Linked DNA regions of Mus musculus: all the other regions are linked to region 1. A link is a contact called in public Hi-C, HiChIP or PLAC-seq and promoter capture Hi-C data. All regions are on one chromosome and are shown on one strand. The core of a region is the stretch at or near the end of the contact, and the rest is flanking DNA. Distances in the headings are between cores, read along the strand shown.

The links. Promoter capture Hi-C pulls out the DNA fragments that hold promoters and counts their contacts. Hi-C and Micro-C count contacts between places; a contact is called where the count stands out from the background. HiChIP or PLAC-seq counts read pairs in DNA pulled down with a chosen protein or histone mark.
Region 2: a contact with region 1 is called in a promoter capture Hi-C map of pre-B cells. The contact joins the promoter of Pxdc1 here to the promoter of Tubb2b in region 1. A contact is called at or near these places in 8 of 39 promoter capture datasets (the C10 cell line, the HPC-7 cell line, cranial neural crest and 5 more), 1 of 484 Hi-C or Micro-C datasets (B cells), 14 of 115 datasets of contacts at active chromatin or transcription factors (craniofacial prominence, embryonic basal ganglia, embryonic hindbrain and 7 more) and 1 of 9 other capture datasets (adipose tissue).
Region 3: a promoter capture Hi-C map of pre-B cells shows a contact between it and region 1. The contact joins the enhancer-like site here to the promoter of Tubb2b in region 1. A contact is called at or near these places in 1 of 39 promoter capture datasets (pre-B cells) and 5 of 115 datasets of contacts at active chromatin or transcription factors (embryonic basal ganglia, embryonic hindbrain, embryonic limb bud and 2 more).
Region 4: an H3K4me3 HiChIP or PLAC-seq map of neural tube shows a contact between it and region 1, with 3 times the contacts expected there. The contact joins the enhancer-like site here to the promoter of Tubb2b in region 1. A contact is called at or near these places in 2 of 39 promoter capture datasets (the SN4741 cell line and cranial neural crest) and 4 of 115 datasets of contacts at active chromatin or transcription factors (astrocytes, embryonic forebrain, neural tube and 1 more).
Region 5: a contact with region 1 is called in a promoter capture Hi-C map of liver, with 3 times the contacts expected there. The contact joins the promoter of Fam50b here to the promoter of Tubb2b in region 1. A contact is called at or near these places in 5 of 39 promoter capture datasets (the 3T3-L1 cell line, the HPC-7 cell line, cranial neural crest and 2 more), 1 of 115 datasets of contacts at active chromatin or transcription factors (pancreatic cancer cells) and 1 of 9 other capture datasets (adipose tissue).
Region 6: a Hi-C map of B cells shows a contact between it and region 1, with 5 read pairs. The contact joins the enhancer-like site here to the promoter of Tubb2b in region 1. A contact is called at or near these places in 2 of 39 promoter capture datasets (the SN4741 cell line and cranial neural crest), 1 of 484 Hi-C or Micro-C datasets (B cells) and 2 of 115 datasets of contacts at active chromatin or transcription factors (astrocytes and embryonic forebrain).

The regions. Positions count from the first base shown.
Region 1 is chr13:34,128,541-34,132,503 of GRCm38.p6, reverse strand. Tubb2b (tubulin, beta 2B class IIB) reads left to right here and starts at 2,150. Exons shown (of 4, transcript NM_023716.2): 1 at 2,150-2,327; 2 at 3,150-3,258; 3 at 3,522-3,632. The coding sequence starts at 2,271. It overlaps Gm36500 (a long non-coding RNA gene), which reads right to left and starts at 2,026. Exons shown (of 3, transcript XR_873221.3): 1 at 261-2,026.
Region 2 is chr13:34,650,375-34,654,343 of GRCm38.p6, reverse strand. It overlaps Pxdc1 (PX domain containing 1), which reads left to right and starts at 1,663. Exons shown (of 5, transcript NM_025831.3): 1 at 1,663-2,164. The coding sequence starts at 1,909. It overlaps Gm15908 (predicted gene 15908), which reads right to left and starts at 1,421. Exons shown (of 4, transcript NR_105041.1): 1 at 1,116-1,421.
Region 3 is chr13:34,667,752-34,671,752 of GRCm38.p6, reverse strand. No RefSeq gene overlaps it. Among named protein-coding and RNA genes, the nearest start is that of Gm15908, 17 kb to the right of the region's middle. Within about 2 kb of position 1,497, at least 5 of the 459 cell types and tissues checked have an H3K27ac peak or open chromatin away from gene starts, as enhancers often do. A contact at or near this core is called in pre-B cells, where this site is marked.
Region 4 is chr13:34,812,505-34,816,045 of GRCm38.p6, reverse strand. No RefSeq gene overlaps it. Among named protein-coding and RNA genes, the nearest start is that of Gm36839, 61 kb to the left of the region's middle. Within about 2 kb of position 1,390, at least 102 of the 459 cell types and tissues checked have an H3K27ac peak or open chromatin away from gene starts, as enhancers often do. A contact at or near this core is called in astrocytes, embryonic forebrain, neural tube and 1 more, where this site is marked.
Region 5 is chr13:34,733,546-34,737,056 of GRCm38.p6, reverse strand. It overlaps Fam50b (family with sequence similarity 50, member B), which reads right to left and starts at 2,207. Exons shown (of 2, transcript NM_001382856.1): 1 at 2,149-2,207.
Region 6 is chr13:34,792,794-34,796,310 of GRCm38.p6, reverse strand. No RefSeq gene overlaps it. Among named protein-coding and RNA genes, the nearest start is that of Fam50b, 60 kb to the right of the region's middle. Within about 2 kb of position 2,165, at least 32 of the 459 cell types and tissues checked have an H3K27ac peak or open chromatin away from gene starts, as enhancers often do. A contact at or near this core is called in B cells, where this site is marked.

The DNA.
Region 1 (3,963 bases), core at 901-3,400:
CTACCTTGCAAAGATCTGGCTCTGAAACAGAAGCTGAGCGAGGAACCCATTAGGTTAGAGAGGCAGGCTCAGATTACCGGGTTTAGAGTTGAGCCCCCGGGGCGCTGGGATTGCTCCTCAGCTCCTCAGGGGGGACCGCTGCACAGCGGCATCTATAATCGCAGTGCTGGTGACACCTTCTCGGTGTTACTTCCAGGTCAACCGAACACCGCAACAGTCACCCTTCAATGGCCCTTTTGGCTCCGAATGTAGCCACCTACCCTGAAAGCTTGGGCGCCCTTGAGACAGTCGGAGCCCTGTCATTAACTCGCTGTGTGACCTTGGGAAGTATTCTCTCTTCATGCTTCTACATCTGTATTAAGACAGGTGAGAAAATTCAAAATTCAGGGCCTGTGTCCTTGGAACCCTGTTACTGGGCACGTGGGCACACCTTCACTGTTCTTGCCTCTCTCTTCTCAATCCACCCTGAACTGAACACCTGCAACCGTATCTGGCGAACTCTGGCCATAGAGATCCAGTCTGGACACCCTGGCAATCACAGGCGGCAAGGCTTTTGTTCTAGGCTGCTTCTCATGGTACATTAGAATTCAGTTTAAAGCCCGCCCTGCCCCCACACCCCTTGCGGAAAGGAGAGGCGATGACAGCTTCAGATGGTTCTAGCAGGTCCTCCCTCGCTCAACAGCTGCGAGCTCTACCCTATAGTGTGACCCTGAGTCACTTGGGCCTCACTCCTTAGAGAATAAAAGGGGTCACATCACCTCCTAAACCACTAGCCCCGCGTAGGGAAGCAGTGACCTTCAACCTGGGATAGCAGGGAACATACTCTGACACCCTTCTTCTTCTCTCCCTCAGAGCACACAGGTTTATTTCACATACGCTCACAAAGGGATCAGTTTCTTCCTCGAATACCTAGAAAATGCGGGTTTGAAGGGAGAGCTGATGCATCGCGTCTGCGCACGCGCTGATGTGAGTGCGCCTGAGTCTGCGGTGGTCTCTGGCTAGCTCACCGCGCTGCAGTTTTTAGGCGTGTCCCCCTCCTCTCCATCCGCAGCACCAAGGCTGGGACCTCTTAGTCACTGCAAATGAAGGTAAGAATGCTCTAGGCGTCGAAGGTTCTCAGAACCTTCTTTTCTAACAACGGATGAACTAAATACTGGAAGGACAGCGCCTGACTGGCTTTTAAACACTCAGTTGTGGAATACATCCCACGCTTTTGTGAACTCCTTTGTTTCCCTGACAGACCCGCCCCCAGGACTCCACCCTCACTCTGCCGGCAACACAGTTCACACACTGCGGCCTGCCACACCCACCCCATCACTCAGGAGGAACAAAAGCCAATCACAGGGTGAAAGGAGTCTTTGGTATCAGGCAGCGAGCACAGTATTCTTGGAGTGTGCGAGGCAGGGCTAGGCTCAGAGGTCCTTCTACCACTAAATGCTGCTACTATAGCAGAGGAACAAGCATAGTCAATAAAGACAAAGGCAAGTCTAAGATGCTCCAAAGTGTCCAAAGTTATGATCTTTTGGATTTTTCTTTTTTCCAATTACACTCGCTTTCGTAGGATCACTAGTCTTTTCCTAAAGTTGTATGTAATGGGCGTGTGCGCCTGGACAGACATTGACCTCCAGGGATGAAGAATGAGGCACTACTCTCGCCAAGTGCTTTGGCTTGGCGAAGCCTGCTCAGAGTAAGAAGAGGAATTGCTCAAGTAACGCAAATGACCCTAAAGCTCCCTACCAGTGCTCACTCGCAACACCGGACTGCACCTGCTGCACCCACCCATTAGCAGCCCCTTCTCCATCCCCAGCCTATGGTACTAAATCACCCCGCCCCGCCACACTACCGCAGTCTTCACGCTCCCAGTTCCCAGTTCCCCACACTCAGCTTGCCCTTCTCAAGTCCGAGACAATGCTCAGGCCCCAGCTTCTCCCAAGAAGCCCCACTCCTCGCAAGGTCTTCACGCCCGCGCTGATTGGCCACAAGCCCATAGTCCAGCCCCCAAGACCGTCCCTGGGGCTCAGAGCATTACGTCAACCCGGCCTGGAGAGCGCTAGCGAGAACGGGACTGGGGGCTTTGGCTGGGGGGCGCGGTCTTTTTGGTTCGCCCCACCCTCCCTACATAAAAGACCGAACCCACCCGGCCCTCGCCCTCAGCCCGTAGCCCGTCGGTTCCGGAGTAAGTTCCAGGTGGCCCAGCAGTGGGTGTGGAAGGGGAGGATCATCAGACCCACTGACACAGACCCAAGACAGCAAGAAGCTAACCAGGCACCATGCGAGAGATCGTGCACATTCAGGCGGGCCAGTGCGGCAACCAGATCGGTGCCAAGGTGGGTTCACTGCTTAGGGGGTGAGGGAGGGACCCTAACGGAGCTCCCCTCGGGATAGGTGGGGTCCAAAATGAGGCGCGGCTCTAGGTAAATACCAGGACTCACCAACGGCGGACCTGACTTGCGGTTTTGTGCAGTCGGATGGGCGTGGTCTCAGAGGAGACTTTAAAGCAAAGGGGTCTCATTCATTTTTCCTGGAACTATTCGGAATTTGAGCTGCCCCATTTTCTTTCCTCCCTAATAGCCACGAGTGCCTAAAGAAGACGTGGGTGTGTCTGCTAGGCTGTGCATGCCGGTCTTAGGGAGGGGCCGCGACACAGGAGAATTGATTTTACTCGCTTGATCACCAGGCGAGCTGCGGGGGAGGGGAGGAAGAACGATTGCCAGACGGTCACTGAACGTGCTTTGAATTTAAAACATCACCCTACAGCTTCCTCGCTTCACTCTCCCCGCCGGCCCCCTTTTCTCCTTGCCTATAGTCCCAGCGCGTTTGTCTCCAGCTGCCAGTGGTGGCTGTGACTTGCCAACCCAGCTTGGGCTGTTTTTTCACACACACACACACACACACACACACACACACACACACACACACACACACACACACACCCTACCTCCTGCTGAGAGCAGCTGTTCTCATGGGAAACCGCCCAGTTTCAACTTTCTGATCCTCTACAATGCAAGCCCTAAGGCTGTGCCTGGGTCATGCCACTCATTAAAGCTTCGGCAACGTCCTGTTGTCAAAACTGTGGGTGATGGGGGGGCTGCTCATTGAGATTGGGGGTAGGGTTGTGCATAGCTAAATACAGTCTTTTTATGTCACAGTTTTGGGAGGTCATCAGTGATGAGCATGGTATAGACCCCACTGGAAGTTACCATGGAGACAGTGATTTGCAACTGGAAAGAATCAATGTATACTACAATGAAGCAACTGGTAATTACTTTTAACACCCCATCTTCAATTCTGGCATCCCTAAGCTCTGCTCTTATTTGAACCCAGGAGAAGGTGGCTTATTTTAGGATGACCATTTTTGGGGTGGGGTAGCCTCTTCTGTGCCAACCAAACCCTTTGAAAGCTTGGTCATAATAGACCTTTCTTTGTTTGGGGGTACCACCAAACAGGAAGGAGGTGGGACCGAGCCCTACTCTATAGAAGATACTGCCTGGAGGGCTAAGCCAGCTCTTGTTCTTCTGCAGGTAATAAATATGTGCCTAGGGCCATCCTGGTGGACCTGGAGCCAGGCACAATGGACTCAGTCAGGTCTGGACCATTTGGGCAGATCTTCAGGCCGGACAACTTCGTGTTCGGTGAGTATGTGGCATAGCTGAAGACAGAAGAGCACAAGGTGTTAATTATCACTAGCACAAAGGGTGGAGGAGTGTGATAGACAGGGAGCATACATAGCAGTGGCGCCTAAGCCTTATCAGGCTTTGAGGCAATTGCATCTTAGCTTTTTCAAAGGCAGGTGTGCTCTGTTAACTCATTTATAATTGTATTGATAACCAAATAGTTTATTGCTTTATTATTTATTGGCCATTTGATAATAATTTGAAATAGCCTTATCTGAGAGGTGATTCTTTTTTTTTTTTTTTTTAAAGAAGGAATTTTCCCAATCATGGCTGACTTAATCCTCCTTTG
Region 2 (3,969 bases), core at 414-2,913, 520 kb before region 1:
TCAGCACTCCAGAGACTAAGGCAGAAGGATCAGTGGTTTGAGTCAGCCTGGGCTACAAAGTGAGATCTTATATCACAGAGAATAGGGACTTGGTGTTTATTCTTGTTCTGAGGTGTGTGTGTGTGTGTGTGTGTGTGTGTGTGTGTGTTAACCTGGAAAGCACTGTGGTATCCCAGGTTGGCCTCCAGCTTTAAAAGGTCTTCCTGTCCCTGCCTGGGCTACTTGAATTACATACGTGAGGCACTCCAGACCCCTATCATCTTTTTTTTTTAAAGTAGTAAAATGAAGTTTCTAGGCTGTATAGAAAAGTGATTAATGAATGATCTAAGCGGCATAAAAGATAGCGTGTTCTAACCAGTGACTTCCCAACAGTGACTGCTTTTACTCTGCCATCTCGTTTTACTTCCAGATCTCTTGAAGCAACTTCTATTAATAAGAAAACACTTTCTTCAGCGCCCAGGAATGACAGACTCAAAGTGGTGGCTAGCCTCACAGAGCTAGGCCACTCGAGCAGCAGCGAACTGAACTGGAGACTTGGTTGTTCCCACCCAGCAAACTCTACCCTAAAGATGGGGTGCTTAAAAAAGTGTATTTCTGGGGGGTCCTGGGGATGATGCTGTGATAGGAGACAGCTTCAGAAGGGACATGGCTCCAGGCAGTAGTGGGGATTGGCATAGGCGTGCCTGAGCAGAACTTTTTGGTAAATAGGAGGACTGATTTCTGCAGTGACACGAGCGATCTAAGTACCCGCCCCCTGCCGGGGATGACCGGTCAACGGAAATCAGGGTCAGTGAGGTCCAGAGAAGGAATACCTGTTGCCTAACGTCTTTGTTCACTGACTATTTAGAAGCGTATAAAAAGCATAGTCTTTCTCCCAGGTTGTAGGTAGAAGAATGTCTGGAACCAAGCTACAATTCTTAATGCTAGACACTGTTTTTCAATTGGGAGCCATGCGGTACATTCCTTCTCTGTGGGTCGTTCTGCCAAGGGGGACTTCCTAAGCTCCTCCTGAGTTGCTCTCTCCGGGGAGACCCCGGTCTCCTACAATTCTGTCCCATATTCTTTTGGCGGACAACCCTCCTGGGGATCCTCTTCTAAGAACCACACGGTCTTGCCTTCTGGTCTGTCTGTCCCGCCTCGTCCCGGGCCTCCGTCAAGCTAAGGCACGACCGGAATGCGCGGGAGGACCCGGGGCGGAGTCGCCGGTAACCGATGGGACACGGGGCGGGTCAGCCCGAGTCCCGGCCCAGACCAGGCGAGTCAAGGGCGGCGCGGGGACCAGCACCAGTCCCTCTGCCCGGATTCCCGCTTGGTCTGAGCCCGCGTCCCCGCCCCATGCGGCGCCGCCCCGGGACTCTGGACTCCAGCGACGTGTCGATCCCACCCCCGTGTGGGCCTGGCAGAGTGCTCAACTCGGGGCTGGAGAATCCCGAGGATCCAGAGTGGGAACGAGGAGAAAGTCGCCTTGCGCGCGGGGAGAGCGCAGGACCAGCCTCGCCTAGCAGTTGGCAGACCAGGGAGGAGGCGATTTGCGTGCAGCTCTGGGCCGGGACCGCCCGCGGCGGGTCAGCGGGAGGCAGGAGGGAGGCGCCGCAGCCGGGACTCGACGTCGCCGCCCGCGATGGGAAGTGCCTTATAAAGCCGCAGCCCGTTCAGTCCCACAGACTCCTGGCGGCGCCGCCCTGAGCGCGCGGGCCACACGTAGCCGCCCCAGAGTGAGCGCAGAGCTGCGGCGTATTCGCGGGGCACCAACTTCTCCCCCACGGGGACTCTTAACCGCCGTTGCGGGAATCGAGCGCGTCCCACGGAGAACCCCTGATCGCCCCTGCCAGGACTCACTCTGCCCAGGCGGACCCCAGGCGGGGGCCGAGGGCGCCCCCGGCGGCAGGGGCATGCGCCGCCCGCGGCATGGCCTCGGCGGTGTTTGAGGGCACGTCGCTCGTGAACATGTTCGTGCGCGGTTGCTGGGTGAACGGGATCCGCAGGCTCATCGTCAGCAGGCGCGGCGATGAGGAGGAGTTCTTCGAAATCCGCACCGAGTGGTCGGACCGCAGCGTGCTCTACCTGCACCGCAGCTTCGCCGACCTGGGCCGCCTGTGCAAGCGCCTCCGCGATGCCTTCCCCGAGGACCGGTCTGAGCTGGCGCGCACGCCGCTGCGGCAAGGTGCGGGGCTGCGGGACTGGGGGCACCGGGGGATGCGGGGAGATGCGGTTTTCGGGAGGGGCTTTGTGGGGGAGGAACTTAGTGAGGAGCTCATCCAAGTGCGATGAAGTCCGCGGGAAGAGTTACTTAAAACTCTACTATTCGGCACCTGACGGAGGACATCCTAGACCCCGGCTTTCCTGAATGGTCGTTCAGAAAGGGCTGGGAACCGGCACGGAGTCTGGGGCGCACACTCTTGGAGGATAAATGAGATGGCTGGGGAAAGGGACAAGGTCAGCAGGACTCTCGCCTGACTGTCCCAAAGAACGAGCCTCTAGTGAAGAAGCGGAGGCGACATCCAGAGCTGACAGCTACTGGGTCCCAGCTGCTGTGGAGAACCAGTAGAGGCTGGAATGGGTTTGCTGGAAAGGGTAGAGACCGTTATAGAGTATCGAAACTGGGGTGATCGCAGCAGGTATGATCGCTGCTCAGGTCCTGCCCAGTAGAGGCCCCATCTGTATTCTGCCCCGGGGACAGCTGAGCCTGAAAGCGAGGTGCCACGCAGCAATCTTTTCCACCTCTCCTAGGAGGAGGCCGCCCCGCCTGGATCTGTCCGGCCAACCCAGGGTCCCCACCCCTGAGCCGGGTCCGCATTCGGATTTGATTAGCCATGGCCGCCTCCTCTCAGGCCGTGTGACGGTCCTGGTTGGCTGTGACTGTTGTTTTTCTCAAACAGCAGTGGCTTCCCCTTTGCTTCCTAAGGACAGCAAAAGGACTGGAAGAGTGGAGGAAACTGGAGAGAGACCTTGATAGAGACGGGGGAGGGGGGAAGAATAAAATGTGAGGCAAAGAGCCGGGTAAGCGGTAGGGCAGGAGGGATCAATATAGCTTCTGAGCAGACTTCCCCCCAGTACGTGGCCTCCCGGGGCTCTGAGACCCTTGGACCCAAGTCCTCAAAGCAGTCATCCTGTGACAGCTTGGGGCAAAGTTACTCAAGGTTAGCCAGTACGCATTTCCTTGGCCGCCTGTCTGGCTAAGGTCTTGAGATAACCTCCGTTTCCCTCTGGTGATAGGTTCCACCAATGTGTGGCTTATGTGGATAATTAGCTCCATTCTCATGACACATCCCCTGGCAGACACATCATTTGGACAGGTTCCCAAAAGCAAGTGAGTGTGGAGGCCCGGAGTGACAAGCCTGGTTTAGATCTCCATCCCAGCCGCTCCCAGTGGCTGAGCAACGTTGTCAAGATTAGGCCTGTTTTTATTGCTTTAAATTCGCTCTTTGTTGTAGTTTTAATTTAACAAATGAATGTCTGAGTCAGGAAAGCATCAGGAAGGGTCGCTGGTTTACTCAGTGGCTTCTTCTGGAATAAGGCTGTCCATAAACAAGTTGAACTTTCTGGCTCTCCCTCTGAGCAGTTCCCAGAGCTCTGCTGTGACCACAGACTAGAATCATCTATGAGAATACCTGTTGCCTGTGGGGTTTTGTGAGGGGTGAACCGCCAGGCTGTATCTGGTGACAATAAGCGTCTGTAAAGGACACTTGTTTACTACTGGTGCCTTCTGGCCAGGGGCGCTGGTTGCAGAGAGTGCGGGAAGGGATGTGACTTCAGGGTGGAGTCACAGGCGAAAAGGCCTTCCCTGAAGCAGAAGGGAGGAAACCATCTTACCCTTGTTCACCTGGCCTCGTTTGCATGTATGCAACCATCTGGAGTCACAGGCCCTGCAGTGTAGCTGCACATTCTCCAGAGTAAAGGAAGTATTTAGAAGTGATGAGAAGTGGGTGACTATCATGGAGGAAACCAAGGGCTATGAGAGCTGCCTTC
Region 3 (4,001 bases), core at 248-2,747, 540 kb before region 1:
TGGAAAAGGAGAAATGCTTTGAGCAGTCGTGAATTGTGTTGAAATTCTTGCTTCTTTGTTGACAAGAGACTTCAATTGGCTTCCAGGATGAGAGGCTCCTCTCTCTTCTCATAGCACCTAATTTTTCCCTGCCTTTCTATTGTGCTTCAGTACCACAATGGCAGGAATACGTATGAGATAGTCAATCGGTGAGATGGATGCCAGAGACCAGCTGTGCTCTTTTATGACAAGTTGCACTTATGAGAAGTAATTCCCTCCAGAAGACAAGCATTGATGCATTCCAAAGGAAGTGTTCCCAATAACTTAATCCCCTTGCACTAGAGTCTACCTCTTAAAGGTTCTCCCCTCCTCCTGCCTCACAGTGACAACCTGGCTTCCACATGTGAGTCTGTGGAGAATGCAGTCAAGCCATTGTTAGACTCAGGCAGTGAGCTTGCCAAATGGAGACCTATGGTTCTCAAATAGATCCAAGGTCCAGAGTCTTTGAGAAGGATGCTGAGTGCCTGTGGTTTTAATAAGATATTAACCAGGATGAACATGGGGTGAGGATTGCCCACCTTGTCAGAAAACAGGTTTCTGGGGCAACAAGAGAAATAGGTGTGTCGGTTGGCAGATGCCAGTCAAAAGGAGGGGAAATCCGAGAGCTTAGCCTTTCCCCTATACAATCCTAGATAGCCTGCAAAAAAAAAAACAAAACAAAACAAAACAAAACAAAACAAAACAAAAAAAAAAAAAAAACAGAAGGCCTGGGAGGCTCTAAAGGATGAAGTTAAGTGAGGAGATTTTACATGGGTTAATTCTTACCTGATGAGACAGATACTGTTCTGTATCTCAGATCTGTCTCTTCTGTGTGGAGAAGGTATGAGACATTTACACAAATCAACTGATTGATCATACCATGGTAGCCACGGTACAAAACCCAAGAGTGGCTAAGGGACTGGTGATTCCGGCCAGGATGAAGGGGGCTGTTTACATATGCCCCCCATCTCCTTCAGCTAGTGTGTCAGTAATTGAGCATTCACTCCATGTCTGGTCATTATTCTTGTTTGGCGTGGTCAGGTTGGCCATCCGGTGAATGGGACTCATCAAAGCCGGCTTAACCGGCTTAACATAGTTCCTGTGAGGTTGTCAGGGTGAAGAAGAATGCTCCAAAAAAGGAGTTTTATAACTCCAGCCCCTGTCGAGTCCTGCTGTGATGTTTGATTTAATTCCCGCCAAAAGCATTTCTCTATTGAACATCTCTCAGCAATGAAAACAGAATTGTTAGCCGGGCTTACAAACAGGCAGTACAATTCTGAAGACATAAGAATAACTCACTGGAAGCACACAGGCTGGTAATGAGATTAGAGGCTCAAGCTTCAACCATCACACAGAATAAAATGCATATTAAAATGACTTCCTATACCCTTCAGGAAGCTGAGAATGGGCTCCCGGGACCTCCAGGTAGCTGTTATGCAAATACAGTGGGCACACGTTCATAGCAAGCAATCTTTAGATTTCTCTTTCCCTGGGAGAAAATGCTTGAGAATTGCCCCCTTGAGAGGACCCCTCACTTCCCCTGCAGTCCTGGGTGGCTCTGCAGAATACGGAAGGGCTGAGCCCACCAAGCTGCTAAGCAAGGAGGCTCTGAATGCAGGAGAAGAATGAACCAGCCATTTGCTTCTTTATCCCCTGTGGTTAGGCATGGTTTCTCTCACCACAGTGTTCGACTTGATTGTGTTTTTATATCTCCACCTTCCTTGCAGACACAATGCTCTGAACTGCTTGGAATGGTTAGCATATTTTGCGATTAGCATATTTACGATTTGCATATTTCAGCAGAAGCTCGGACAGCAGAAGTATGAGACTCAATGATAATACTCTTTATCAGAGGGACGGAATTGGAAATTTGGGACACTATCTGTAGCTTCTTCTCGTGATGGCTTTTTTTTTCCTTTATAGGGTACAGAATGACTAAAATGACTAAAATCTGTAAGTGAATTTTATAAGAAGGAAGGACAGGAGAGATCTCCCTTGACAAATCCAATATGTCGTTTAAAATGCATTTTAAAAAGCTTCGTGTGAAATGAGCCTTGAATCGAGCATTCAGTCTGAATGTGACTTTCATAGTGGATGGGGAAATAGGGGCAGAAATAAACTGTCTGCCTTGGAGTGGTGTTTAGTGATACCGCTTGTGATCCACGTGTATAGGGCCTGGCTTGGTTCAATCCCCAATACCATTATAACAATGCAATGAAAAATAAAATAAATAAATCAAATATTTTAGGAATGATTAGCATGCCATACAGGGAGGACCCTAGCCTTACTTTCCAGGACGCATCCTCTAGAAAGCCCAGGCAGCGTGGCTGGGCTCTGAAGAACTCGCTTTAATTACAGTTGGGGCTGTGGGGACTGCTGCTCCTGTTACCCTCCAGACTTCCTTGACTTTGAAAATGCAGCCATAGTGGAGCTAAAATCTGATATATGAACTTATTGGAGATGCCAGACATGCCGGTAGTGGGAACAGAGAACTCCATGCTTTCCCAGGCTTTCTCTTGCTATCACAGATACTGGCCACACTCACCTTAGAGGGAATGGCTTATTGGAGCTTCTGAATCATGACTGTTGTCTTGAGCCTGTGGTGAGGCAGGAAATCAAGGTAGAAACATGATGGTGCAAAACTGTTCCCCTCAGGGTTAAGATTGAGGGTAGGCTCCTTGGAAGATACATCACCAATACCCTGAATACTTTCTTCTATGCTCCACCTTTCAAAGGTACACCACCTCTGTGCTGGTTAGTTTTTTGTCAGCTTGACACAAGCTGAGTTATCTGGAAGAGGCATCCTGAATGGAGAAGATGCTTCCATCACACTGGCTTGATGTGGGAGAGCCCAGCCCGCTGTGGGTGGGGCCAACCCTAGGTGGCTGATCCTGGAACTGAGAAAGCCATGAGAGCAAGCAGTAAGCAGAACTCCTTTATGGCTTCTGCATCAGTTCCTGCCTCCCGGTTCCTGCCATTAAGTTCCTACCCTGACTTTCTGTAATGGCGGACGACATCTGTAAGCTAAAACAAACCCTCTCCTAAGCTGGTTGCTTTTGACCTTGGTGTTTAATCACAAAAAATAGAAAGTAAACTAGGCAAGACAACTTCTTAACAATGCCACATTGGGAAACAAGCTGAAGGAATGCAAAGACACAAGCAGGGCTATCTTGTCTGAGTCAACACCATCTGGCTGGAACCTCCCCTCTGTCTATTGCCCCTTGACGCCGGGTAAAGTCATACATCAACTGGTTGCTATGTGAACAAAGATAAGCCCCCAGCCCACAGGAACAAAGTCCTGATGCCCTTTTGCTGACATGTAATCTTTCTGTTAATGTTTGAATGAGCCAATCCCATACCTTTGTTGAAATTCCTCTTACCCCTATCCCTTTTTCTTCCATAAAAACTGCTAACTTTTGAGCCTCGAGGCCGACATCTGTTATCTCTTGTGTGAGATGCACGTCGGTCTGGAGCTCCGTCATTAAACTACCTCATGTATTTACATCAAGGTGTTCTGTTCTGTTCGTGATTCTTGGGTGCACGCCGAATCGAGAGTTGAGTGGGGGTTTCCCCACTTGGTTCTTTCAAAGCCTTTGTCATCGGGGCCTTTGGGGAATGGTCTGGATCCAAAATACAGCAACTGAAAAATCCAAATTCTAAAGCAAAAAGCAATCACCTCGTCCTTGGAGCACTTGACTGCTTATCCTTCATTAAGATGCAGCCTTCATCACTGCCTCACTAAGATGAAGCCTTCATCACTGCATCACTAAGATGCAGCCATTTTCCCCTGGACCACGATCCATCTTCTACTTCAGGGACTCACCCAAACAACAGCAGTAATAGGGAAGCAAAATCAACCAGGTGTGCTCATTGCCTGTACAATATCCCTAGCTATCAGTTAACCCACAACCGAAGATTTCTCCACTAACACAGGTGCTGTATCTTACGCTTTGCCACCAGACAATGAAGACATGCTGAGAGAA
Region 4 (3,541 bases), core at 141-2,640, 680 kb before region 1:
ACAGTGATGACAGAGTAATTGGGAAGTCTACACCAGCCTAAAACAGCAATACCAGCAAGCTCACCCTTGGGGAAGCAATGAGTTTATAAGGGCTACTTACGGGAACAGAGAGAACTCTAAGTCAGCAGCTCTATCCCACCATGCTCAACTTCATGCTGTTTAGAAACACTTTTTTCTTTTCCTGTTGCTTTCTCTGAGTTATGAGTTTCAGGTCTCTCACATTACAGATATGGAGACAATGGCTCAGAGGACTCAGCCTGTGCACAGTGTGGCCAGAGCTGTGCACCCAAGACTCCTGGATGTGGTTATTATACACTGATCAAAGGAAGAGCCTCTGTGTGGATGAGATACTGGATTTCTGTGGTGTCAGCATGGAAGTTCCACTGCAAATTATATATATATACATATATATACATATATATGTGTATATATATATACACACACACACACACACACAAATGGCCAAGATAATGACTTTTGAACTTGTCAAATACCTGTGGTAGAGGAAAAAGAATTAAAAGAAGTTGTTTTCCTACTCCAGGAAGTAAAGTATGTGCTTAGGCCCAACATCTTCACAGCCCTCGTCTTACAGGGATCCATGGAGATTCAAGGACTGTTGGGCAGGGCTATGCCTCATGTTTCCCAGAAGAAAAAAAAAAGGATACTACCCTGAGGAGCAGCTGCTTTGTGTTCACCTGCACAGCCTTGTTCAAGAGGCCACATCTCTAAGGCAGTGTCTACGGCAGCCTCTGAGGCATCCCTCACACAAAGAGAAAACACCCAGCTCACATGTTGCTCTGTGATCTTCTGAGTCAAGACTCTCAGAAGCCACTGGCTTTGAATGAAAAACACAGTATGACCAGGGCACAGAGGCCTGCTCATTGGGCTCTGGTGGGACGTATTCTGCCTCATTCCCCAAAGCAACAGCTTCCTGGTGTTGCTCGGTGGAATGTATGCTGAAAATGATTGGCTTCACTTCTCAGCCTCAGTCTGCTTGAAAAGAGACCCGCCAGAATGACAAGAAGTCATTTCCTGAAAGCTGGAGGGAGGGAGGAAGAGAGTAGAGACGACACACAACAGACAGGGTAGCCGTTAGCTACTGGCTATCCGTGTGTTATTTATGGGACTGTTTGTCCACACTTGGGCAATGCCAATTAATGAGGAGTCAAAGTGGCTCGGGAGCCAAGCCTAAGGCCGCTTCTAAACCACTGTCCTGTGACTGTTTAGCCAGTGTGTGGGAGCTGAACCTTGCATCATTTGCTTAATGGATTTGTTCCCCCCTCCCCCTTGAAACAGGAAAAAGAATGCCAGCTTTCTCCCGGAGCCTTCAGCAGCGGGGCTCAATCAAATCATTTTCCCAGCTTTGCCTGGCCAACAAAGACGTCTGCATGCTCCCCAGCGCTGCTGCACACAGCCTTTCAGTGGCAGCTGGTCCCGGGATTAGGCTCCCCTCCCCCTGCCCTGGTCCCAGTGCAAATCCGCAGATCTCCACGTTCATTCCTTCCCTGTGCACGGGCTCTTTGTAAATGGAAAGAGGAATGTGCAAAAGAAAACGTTGCCTTCATCCCTGGGAACCAGGTAGGGAGTTAAGTGTGTTGTCGCACCCAGCCCTGAACACTCTGCAAGCTAATCTAGAAAGCTGGTGAGTTTGTCCAGCCATGTGGACTTTTGCCAGAAATTGCTGACAGCTCCTTCTAGAAACTTAGCTACTCAGACAGTCTGAGGTGTCTCCTGATGTCTGGAGATCCTGATAACATTGCCATAGTGCCACCGGGCCGCTGCTCTTTTGATGAGAAAGCTTGGCCCATAAAATCTTTGAGTGAGTCCAAGAATGATTCCTTGCATCTAGATGGCTGCCCAGGTCCCCTCTTGACTGCTCAGCTGAGACTCACAGATATCTCCACAGTCAGTGGAAACCAGATATCGGGGTTGTTATCTCATCCTATACCTAGGCAAAACCTGGAAGTCAGGAGAAAAGTCACCAGCTTCCTTTGGAAATTATCAGGCTCCCCCCCCCCCATTACCTCTGTGAAATTCCCAGAAGAAAGAAACACACAATATAGTGTGTGTGTGTGTGTGTGTGTGTGTGTGTGTGTGAAAGAGAGAGAGAGAGAAAGAGAGAGAAAGAGAGAGAGAGAGAGAGAGAGAGAGAGAGAGGTGGGGGGAGGGAGAAAGAGAGAGAGAACACCTAGAAAGGCCAAATAAATGTGCAGAGCTTTGGGGGCTGCTTGGCAGGAATCTGACATTGACCAAGGACAAGGAAGTAAGTTGAGGCAGGAATCTTAATTTTAGGGTGGAGCAAAAGAAGTAGACTTCAGGCATGAATATGACTTTGGGCTAGGACAGGGAAGTAGGCGGCTCAGATATCTTGGTCATCCTGATATGCCCTCTAAAACAGTGGCCATGGGACTTTGCTTATTGCCTTGCTTGTTCCTTGACTATTTGTGTTTATTTGCCCTTATTACTTGCATGTAATTAAAATGTTATAAAAGCAGATTGGGAAAAAATAAACCTGCCTCAGCCTCAGAACTGGCTGGGGTCAGGCTACAATGTTATCTAATTGTCTTTTTTCTTTTTAATCCTCACTCTTGTGCTGGAGAACCTGTTGACTGACTGAGCTGACTTGGCCAAATAAGTAAAGTTCAAGATTATAAAGATGTAAAATGTTTTTGACTAAAGCCAAATTATCTCAGGCTAGCTTTAGTTTCCTTTGAAATCCATTCATTGCCCACACCTCTGTCTGATCTAACATCCTAATGACTACCAATGCTGCGGACTGGACTCGGTGGGTCTCTCAACCCGTGGGGGAATTCAGGATCCTGGTACTCAGGTGGGCAAGGAGTTGGCAGGAAAATGACAGACACTGACACACAGAAAATGCTGTATCTGAATGTAATTTCTCAAAGCGAGCATCAGACTTGTAACATGGAAGAATAAGGAAGTTAGGCGATACATCAGCCAAGGTACATCAGGATGCAAAATGGCTTTTTACACAAAACAGAGAAAATGCATACATAAAAGCTAACAGGAGCCAGGCAGTGTTTCCAACTGAGATAAGATCAGCCCTACCTAAAATCATCTATTCACAGGAGCCAGGTGAAAGGGCTAATATGCCCAGGTGCAATTCTGGTCTATTGTTAAACCCACCACCAGGGGTCTCTTAGTAAATACTTAACTATGCTATTCCTCTGGGCCTAGTGAAAAACATGCACCAGAGAAGTTCCATTCTACTAATGGAACTAATCCTTTCATGAATAATACAATACTCCAGTTCCTTCTTAAACCACAATCCACTTCTTTCTACTATTATGTAATGTAGGCTGCCATTCATGTCTGTAATGAGAATTCTAAGTTTACTATTTTGAACTAGCCTTGAGATTTCTAGCTCCTATCCAGTAAAATACTGCAAGAAAACATGCAAGACCCTCCACACTATTTCAGGGACAAATCTGGTTATGGGATACCAGAGACTCTCCAGGAGACAAGTTTCTGTGAAGCTTTTTGCCTCAGGACTGCCTGAGGCTAAGCTTTTGGACTTGCC
Region 5 (3,511 bases), core at 958-3,457, 600 kb before region 1:
TTTCTGAACATGCTGTGAATGATCTAGTTTTTTTTTTCCTAAAAGAAGATAGTAAATCAAAACAACCATTTAGAATAATATCTTAACCTGTTCCATGGCCCATCACTATTCTTGCTACCAATGAGTAATAGAAAAATTAGCAAACAGGAATGACTTATAGGCCTATAACTTATACAGTCTATTTGCACTCTAGCAGTTGAGAACCTTTCTACAGTCAGGAAGAGCCTGCCTCAAATTGGCTTCAAAACTAAATAAATGACTAATAATGCACTTATCAGAAGCTATGTGAGGTCATGCGAACTATACAGGAGCTTGATTTAGAAGTTCAGCAATCTCCCTCCTTTCTGTTTCACCTTCAGCTTGCGTTCATGAGCCATAAGATGAGTAGAGCTGTTTCTAGAGGCTAGATGCTGTCTTCTCTGGTTCCTTAAGCTTTTGGCCCCAGATTTCCTGATTGGTTTCTCCTTGCTTTGCCCACTAATTGTGGACAGGTTGCGGTTAAAAATGGTAAATTGTCCTTTCAGGTAAGTCAATCAGGGTCTGCCCTTGAGCTGGGCAGGTGGAATCAAAATCATAGCATACATGAAAGAAAAGCATTTTGATCACTCATAATACAGGGAAGATGGAATTGGAACCTTTTGTTTTCTCTGAAGATAAGATCACAAAAGCATTACCTTATAAAGAGACAATGACATCGTAGTGTCAATAGACTGTATTTCAGTCAGTCAGCTTTCCGATACTGTAACAACATGCCTGAGATGAGAGCTTATGTGGGGAGTGAGGTTACTTTGACTCATATTTCTGAGAGCTTCACCTTATGGTCAATTGACCTCACTGTTTGGAGGCTGTAGTGAAGCAGTATGTCATAGCAGGAGTGCATAGCAGAGGAAGCTATGACAGGACAGCCAGGAAGCAGAGAGAAAGAGAAGGGCACCAGTGTCTCACAGTCCCCATTAGGTCCCACAACTTCAACATTCTACTGCAATCTAGAAGTGTCAATCTGGGACCAACACATTCCACTCCAAGTCTAGAGGACAGAAATGCTAGATACTATAGGAACTCTGGGGAGCCCTCTGAAATAAATTCCAGCACCATGGGATGAAGAAAGCATTTATCTAAGTCCTCCTTCCTAGTCTCTGTGGCTGATAGTCACTCTGGGTATCAACAGTTCTATATGTCAAGTTTACTGCCTCTGCATTGGAGTAGTCAGAGAGAGGGGGGGGAGAGGGAGAGAGAGAGGGAGAGAGAGAGAGAGGGAGGGAGAGAGGGAGAGAGAGAGAGGAAAGAGGGAGAGAGAGAGGGGGAGGGAGGGAGGGAGGGAGAGAGAGAGAGAGGGGGGGGGGAGAGAGAGAGAACAGACATCCTCAGGTACCCAGCATGAAGACACTTGGCTATAACCACCTACTGCTGCAGTGGCAGAAAAGAGGAGTTCAGAGCAATCTAGCAGAGACAAGAAGCCTTCAGTATGCTTTCAGTACTATAAGCTAACAGTATCAGACCTGAGTTAAGGAGGTGAGACTCATGTAATGGTTAATCTTGTCAACTAACAGGATTTGGAACCTTAGGATACACAGCTCTTGGCATGTTGTCTGGTGGGAGTATTTTCAGAAAGATTTAACTGAGGAAAGACAAACCATCTTGAACATGGCCTTACCATGCCCATGGGCGTGAGTCTCAGACCTAGTAGAAAGGAGAAATAGGGAAAGGCAGATGAACGCAGTCCTTATCTTGCTCGGCTTTCTGACTACAGAAACAACATGACTCCGTGCTTCTGCCAACTTGCTGTCAGGATTAAATGTGAGTCAAACAGTCAATCAAAATAAACCCTTTCCTCCTCCTTAGGTTGCTTTTGACACAGCAGTGAAAAGCAACCAATAGAGAGAACAAGCCCCAATTTCTATTTTCCTAGTGCATATGTCATAGCCCTTTAAGGCATCTTCCTCCTTCCTGCTAGTTTGTGATTCCTAAATTACAATAAAAATGTTGATATTATGTCACCGATAGGGCTCATTAGTCTCCCCTGCTTGCAGGATAATGGACAAATTCCTTTCCTCTAACATTCAACTCCCTTCACAATTGGTTTTACTCGAGTTTAAAGAGCTGTACCTCCCACATCTGCCCCAGCTGGATTCAAGCCAGTCCCCTCACCTTTTGATGTATGAGCCAAGACTCTTCCTTCTGGTGCTTTTGCGAATATTGTTTGTTCTAACTGACACAGAAAATATGCAAAACATTGGCCAACTGCTAGGGCAGGCTCTAACCAATCAGGACAGAGATTGGGCCAATCAGGTGGTGGTCATGTATAACTGCCGACTTGGACTGACTGATGGATGCAGTCCTGCTGCCAGCGTCTGATCTCCTGACAACTGAAATGCAATCCTCCCATGAAGTTTTCCTGGACTGTCGTTGCTCACTTGGGCCTTTGATTATTACAGATTAAATTTTTGTGTGTAGGTTGTTACTAAAGAGTTTACGTGATACACTAGTCTGAAAGTATTGGCACTCTCCAGACAGCATGATTTTATTGCCTTTTCATACAATAACTCATTAGTGATCTTAGCTACAGAGGAGACAGAAAGCTCTGACTCCATTTTGCATGTGGTATAGTATGGTTGATCAGAATAACTTTCAGGTTTTAGAAAAGCTTTTTAATTTCAAAATTTTATAAGGATATAAAATGATAGAACTTTATTCCTCAATAAATAAATAAATAGAAAAAAAAAGAGAAAATATTTCAGAGCTCACAACTTCAGTGTGGTGTTGTCTTAAAACTATTGAATATGGGGAAACTCTACAAAAGCCCTCTAACTGGGGCAAGAAACCTAGTAATTTCTTTCATGTGTGAGCTACTCAATTTCAAGGGATTTCAAATTTCTATGAAATGTTCTTCTTTGTTTGTTTGCTGTGTTTTTGTTTTTGTTTTTGAGACAGAGTCTTCCTATGCAGCCCAGGCTAGCCTCTAACTTCCAATCTTCCTGCCTCAGCCTCCATTAGCAGTGGATATGCTACACCATGACTCAATTCTTTAAAGTGCTCTTTAAATAGCTGTTGGATACATTCCTGGAAGCCACCCAATACCACAATGACTAACAACATTTTAATCTTGACACTCCTACTGAGGGGTCTTGCCCTCGAATCTCTTAGTCTCTGTCCCCTGAGTCTGCTTGGTGAGCTGGTTATATTCACAGGAAGGCTTACTAATTGCCATGTTCTTTCCTGGGCTATTTCTCTTTTCAGTCTGATGCCCACTGTAAAATGTCCAGCCCAGCAGCTATGTCCTGCGCTGCAATCATAATAGCCAGACATGAGCATGTTTGCCTCCATTTGATCGAGCTTCTGATGGTTGTTAGGCATCCATCTGGTAAGGGATAATTTTGGGAAAAGCCGTTGTATTTTCCTTCTGGGTGATGAGACTAAAACTAAGCTATCTAAGAGTGGGGCATTTGTGTAGTATAGGTTCTTCTCCATGTGGTATGGAGCAGTATGCCTCTTTGCTGTAGCAGCACGGGCC
Region 6 (3,517 bases), core at 916-3,415, 660 kb before region 1:
GACGGTGTGTCACAGCTCTGTCAATTACATGCTATGACAGGACGTTCAGGAAGAGGTCTCTTCCAGGGCAGCTGAGGCCTTGGCTTTGGGATCCTGGTAAAGGTACCTCGGTCATTTCTGTCATAATATCCTAATAGCCTAAGAAACATGAACTAAAGATATTAAAAATTATAGCCATGAGTGACGTCAGGCAGCACAGAGGGCCTTGGTGGGACAGGAAGAGGAAACAGAGAGACGGCTACTTCCTTCCAGAAATGCCTGTAGACTAAGGATTGAGAGGGGCTCCAGCAGGGTTGTGGTCCCACAGCCTTACCTCTAATTCCAAGTTGTGTGCACATTGTGGCGACTTCCTGAGCTGAGTCGCTATGATTTTGAGGCTTTTTGTTTGTTTGTTTGTTTTTTGTTTGTTTGCTTTTCTATTTCACTGCAAGAAAAGTAGTTTAAAAGGATTTTGTCAATCCATAGACTTCTGGAGAATGTGGTAACACTTGGCCTCTATAATTTACCCTTCCCCAGGTCTGCTTCAGGGTAAAGCACAATGTCTCCCTCAAAGTCCACTGCCTGTGTATTAGGTACAGGGAAGTAACAGCAGCGAAACTTACCACCAATTATTGTGAACTTACTTATGTTGCCAGGCACTGTAATCAACCCATCTTATATCTTATATTACAATCTGTGTGGTCTGTGTCATTTCATGGGTAAGGATGCCTCCATTTAATATTTAACTGAAGCCATTAAGGTAGTGGCTAGGAGATGAGGCCTTAAGGAGTACACAGGTCTTAAGGGTGAGGCCCCAAAGGGTTCTACAGACCTTTTTTTCATATGCAAAGATACAGTGAGAAGCCAGCAGTGCTGGTCATCTCTGCTGCTCTTCTCCACTCTCCAGAAGCAAGAGAAAGAAGTCTCTGTTGTTAGAAGCTGCCACAAGATGCCTGGCTCAAATCCTCTCCTAGACGGAACCTTGCCCAAGGAAAGTGCGGCTAATGAGGCAGAGCAGGGATTCAAAAACCCAGTTCCCAAAGTACCCTGAGGACACCTGCTTATAGCTTGCTGACACTCGCACCCAGCACTGCAGGCAGAGTTGCCACAGCACTGCTCGGCATCTTCACTGGGTGGCTACATTCCTGAGAGTTAACTTCTGGAATTCAGCACTGCCTCCTCATGGTCTCCATTGGCCAGACTACCTATCTTAGACCCAAATAACACTGCCTTAAAGGAGAGGTATTTTATTCTTTCTCTTCTTAAGATAACATTGAAACAGTAAGTCAGAAGACAGATTCTACCAAAGTCCTTACTTTCAGATGTAGTACAGAACATCCATTATCCTTATACACAACAACGAAACCATCCGAGATTCTGGTTTCAGGGCCAGGCAGGAAGACCGACCATGTAAGCGAGGAACATGGAGTTTATGAGCTCATCCCAGGACAGAATCCAGGAAAGAGTTTGAAGGATGGTCTGCGGGGCTCTCTAATCTACCCCACGTAGACTCATCTGTGACCTGACCTAGATGCACACACCAGCTTCTTCCTGTCTAGCAAATCTGTGCTGGAGTTTCTGTCACCTTTGTTCATCAAGCAGGTTCTTATATAATTTTGTGTTTCATTTTGTGCTCTTGTTGTTCCCTGAGTTGCCCTGTAAACATTCCTATTGGAAAATTCCAATCTGTCTCAGATGAAGTAAGAGGAAAAGCCATGTGTCCACACCCAAGCCAGCCCAGCCAAGGAGAGCAGAGGGCCCTTCCAGAACTGGCTTTGTCAACGCGGCCACTGTGTGGCTCTAGCTGGAACTCATTGGGAGCCTGGGGAGGCTTTGAGGGGGTTGGACATTTGGTCTCAGAGGCTCTGGAGACTTTCATACATGGTGGCAATTGTTGTTCTATAGAACCCAGACCTTCTCTCTAAACCTCCAACATTTTTGTTCTTGTTGCTGCGTGTTTGAAATCACAATACTTACTCAGCTTCATATCTGTCTCTGACTCCTTACGACTCAGGACTTCAAAGCATAAGCAAGACTGCTCATTTCAGCATCTCCAGTGCCAAGGTAGAGAGAAACATACAATCAAAAATGAATGTGTTATTTTGTAAATAAATAGTGTGACATTGGGCTCTTAAATTTTTGTTGTTGTTTAAGCTCCAAAAGAATGTTGAGAATTATTCTTTCACAATGTGTTGCTTGGATCCAAGTAAGTGAGAAGGGATGTTGGGGGGGTGGTGCCCTACTGCCACTGAGAAATAGCCTCTCCACCAGGTGGCGCTCACCTCTTGGTTCCTGCCATTAAAAAAAAAAAAAAAAAAAAAAAAGCTGTCACTTCAAAATCACTCCAGAACAACTAGGGTGTTGACTTCCTTGAAACCCAATTTGTAAGTTCTGAGCCTGTCTTAGAGATGTGACTACTTTGTTTCCCTGGGGACAGGGACCTGGTGAGGCTAGACACCTTTGACGCTGGAGTCTGGTGAGCCTGTAGAGGGGATGTGACACACATCTTCCTAAGTGGGTCCTGGCATACGTGCTTAGGACAGTGACAAGTGTGACTGGTTTGAGTAGCTTGATCTGTTGCATATTTTGGCCTTGGCAGTAGGACTGATCAGCTTTTGTGTTCCTGCAGTGGCCCATTGACACCCTGACCTGGTCTCTGTAAACATGAGTTTTGTACTGAAGAGAGGAAATTTACAGAGGAAAGATTTTTGGTCTATGGAATTTGTGAAAAAAAAAAAAGTTAAAAAACAAAACAAACAAGAAAACTCCAGACAAGTGTCCCACATGAGCCATGAGGAGAATCCTTGAATAATCTTTTCTGTTTTTTTCCCTTCCCTTTGATTGCTTACGGGCTGGTGCACTTTCTCTTAGACTGGTGCTGTTATCAGAAATCAGTCTCCTTCAATACGATCTCCCAATGTGCCTCCACACTCGATTACAGCACACGAGGAAAACCCCAAGGATGTTAATTTGGACCATTGACAGATCTCTGGAATCTTTGGGTCACCTCAGTTCTCACCAGCTTTGAGACATCATGCAGTGGGCAGTCTCCCCACTTCCTCCTTTCATACCACAAGGCCAGGTCCTCAGAGGCTGGACACGGCTCGTTTTCTTGAGGGAGCACTTTCATTTCCTATGATGCCTACAGAGGAGACGATCCCAAAGTTCAAAATAAGCAGTTTTAAGTGGTTTGTAATATTTTCAAGTGTTGCCACTAAATGACATGAACCTGTTATGTGTCTGCAGCGCTGGACAGTAAGTGTGTACTTCCACCCAAGTTAGTCCTGCTGACAGCCCTCTTGTGCCTGTTCTGGAGAGAAAAAATGAAGATTTGAGAAGGCAGTGATTTATTACAAAGTCACGAGGCCAGTATGTCTCAGACTGGTATTAAAGCCTCTGTGACAGTCACTCTGTGTCCGTTGCTAGTTCTGGGTGCCAGGCCCTGCCCTGGATATTAGGAACACAGCAGGAAACAGCATCTACCAAAGCTTCACCCTCATGATGCTTACAGTCCAGTGGGAAGTGGGAATAGGCACGT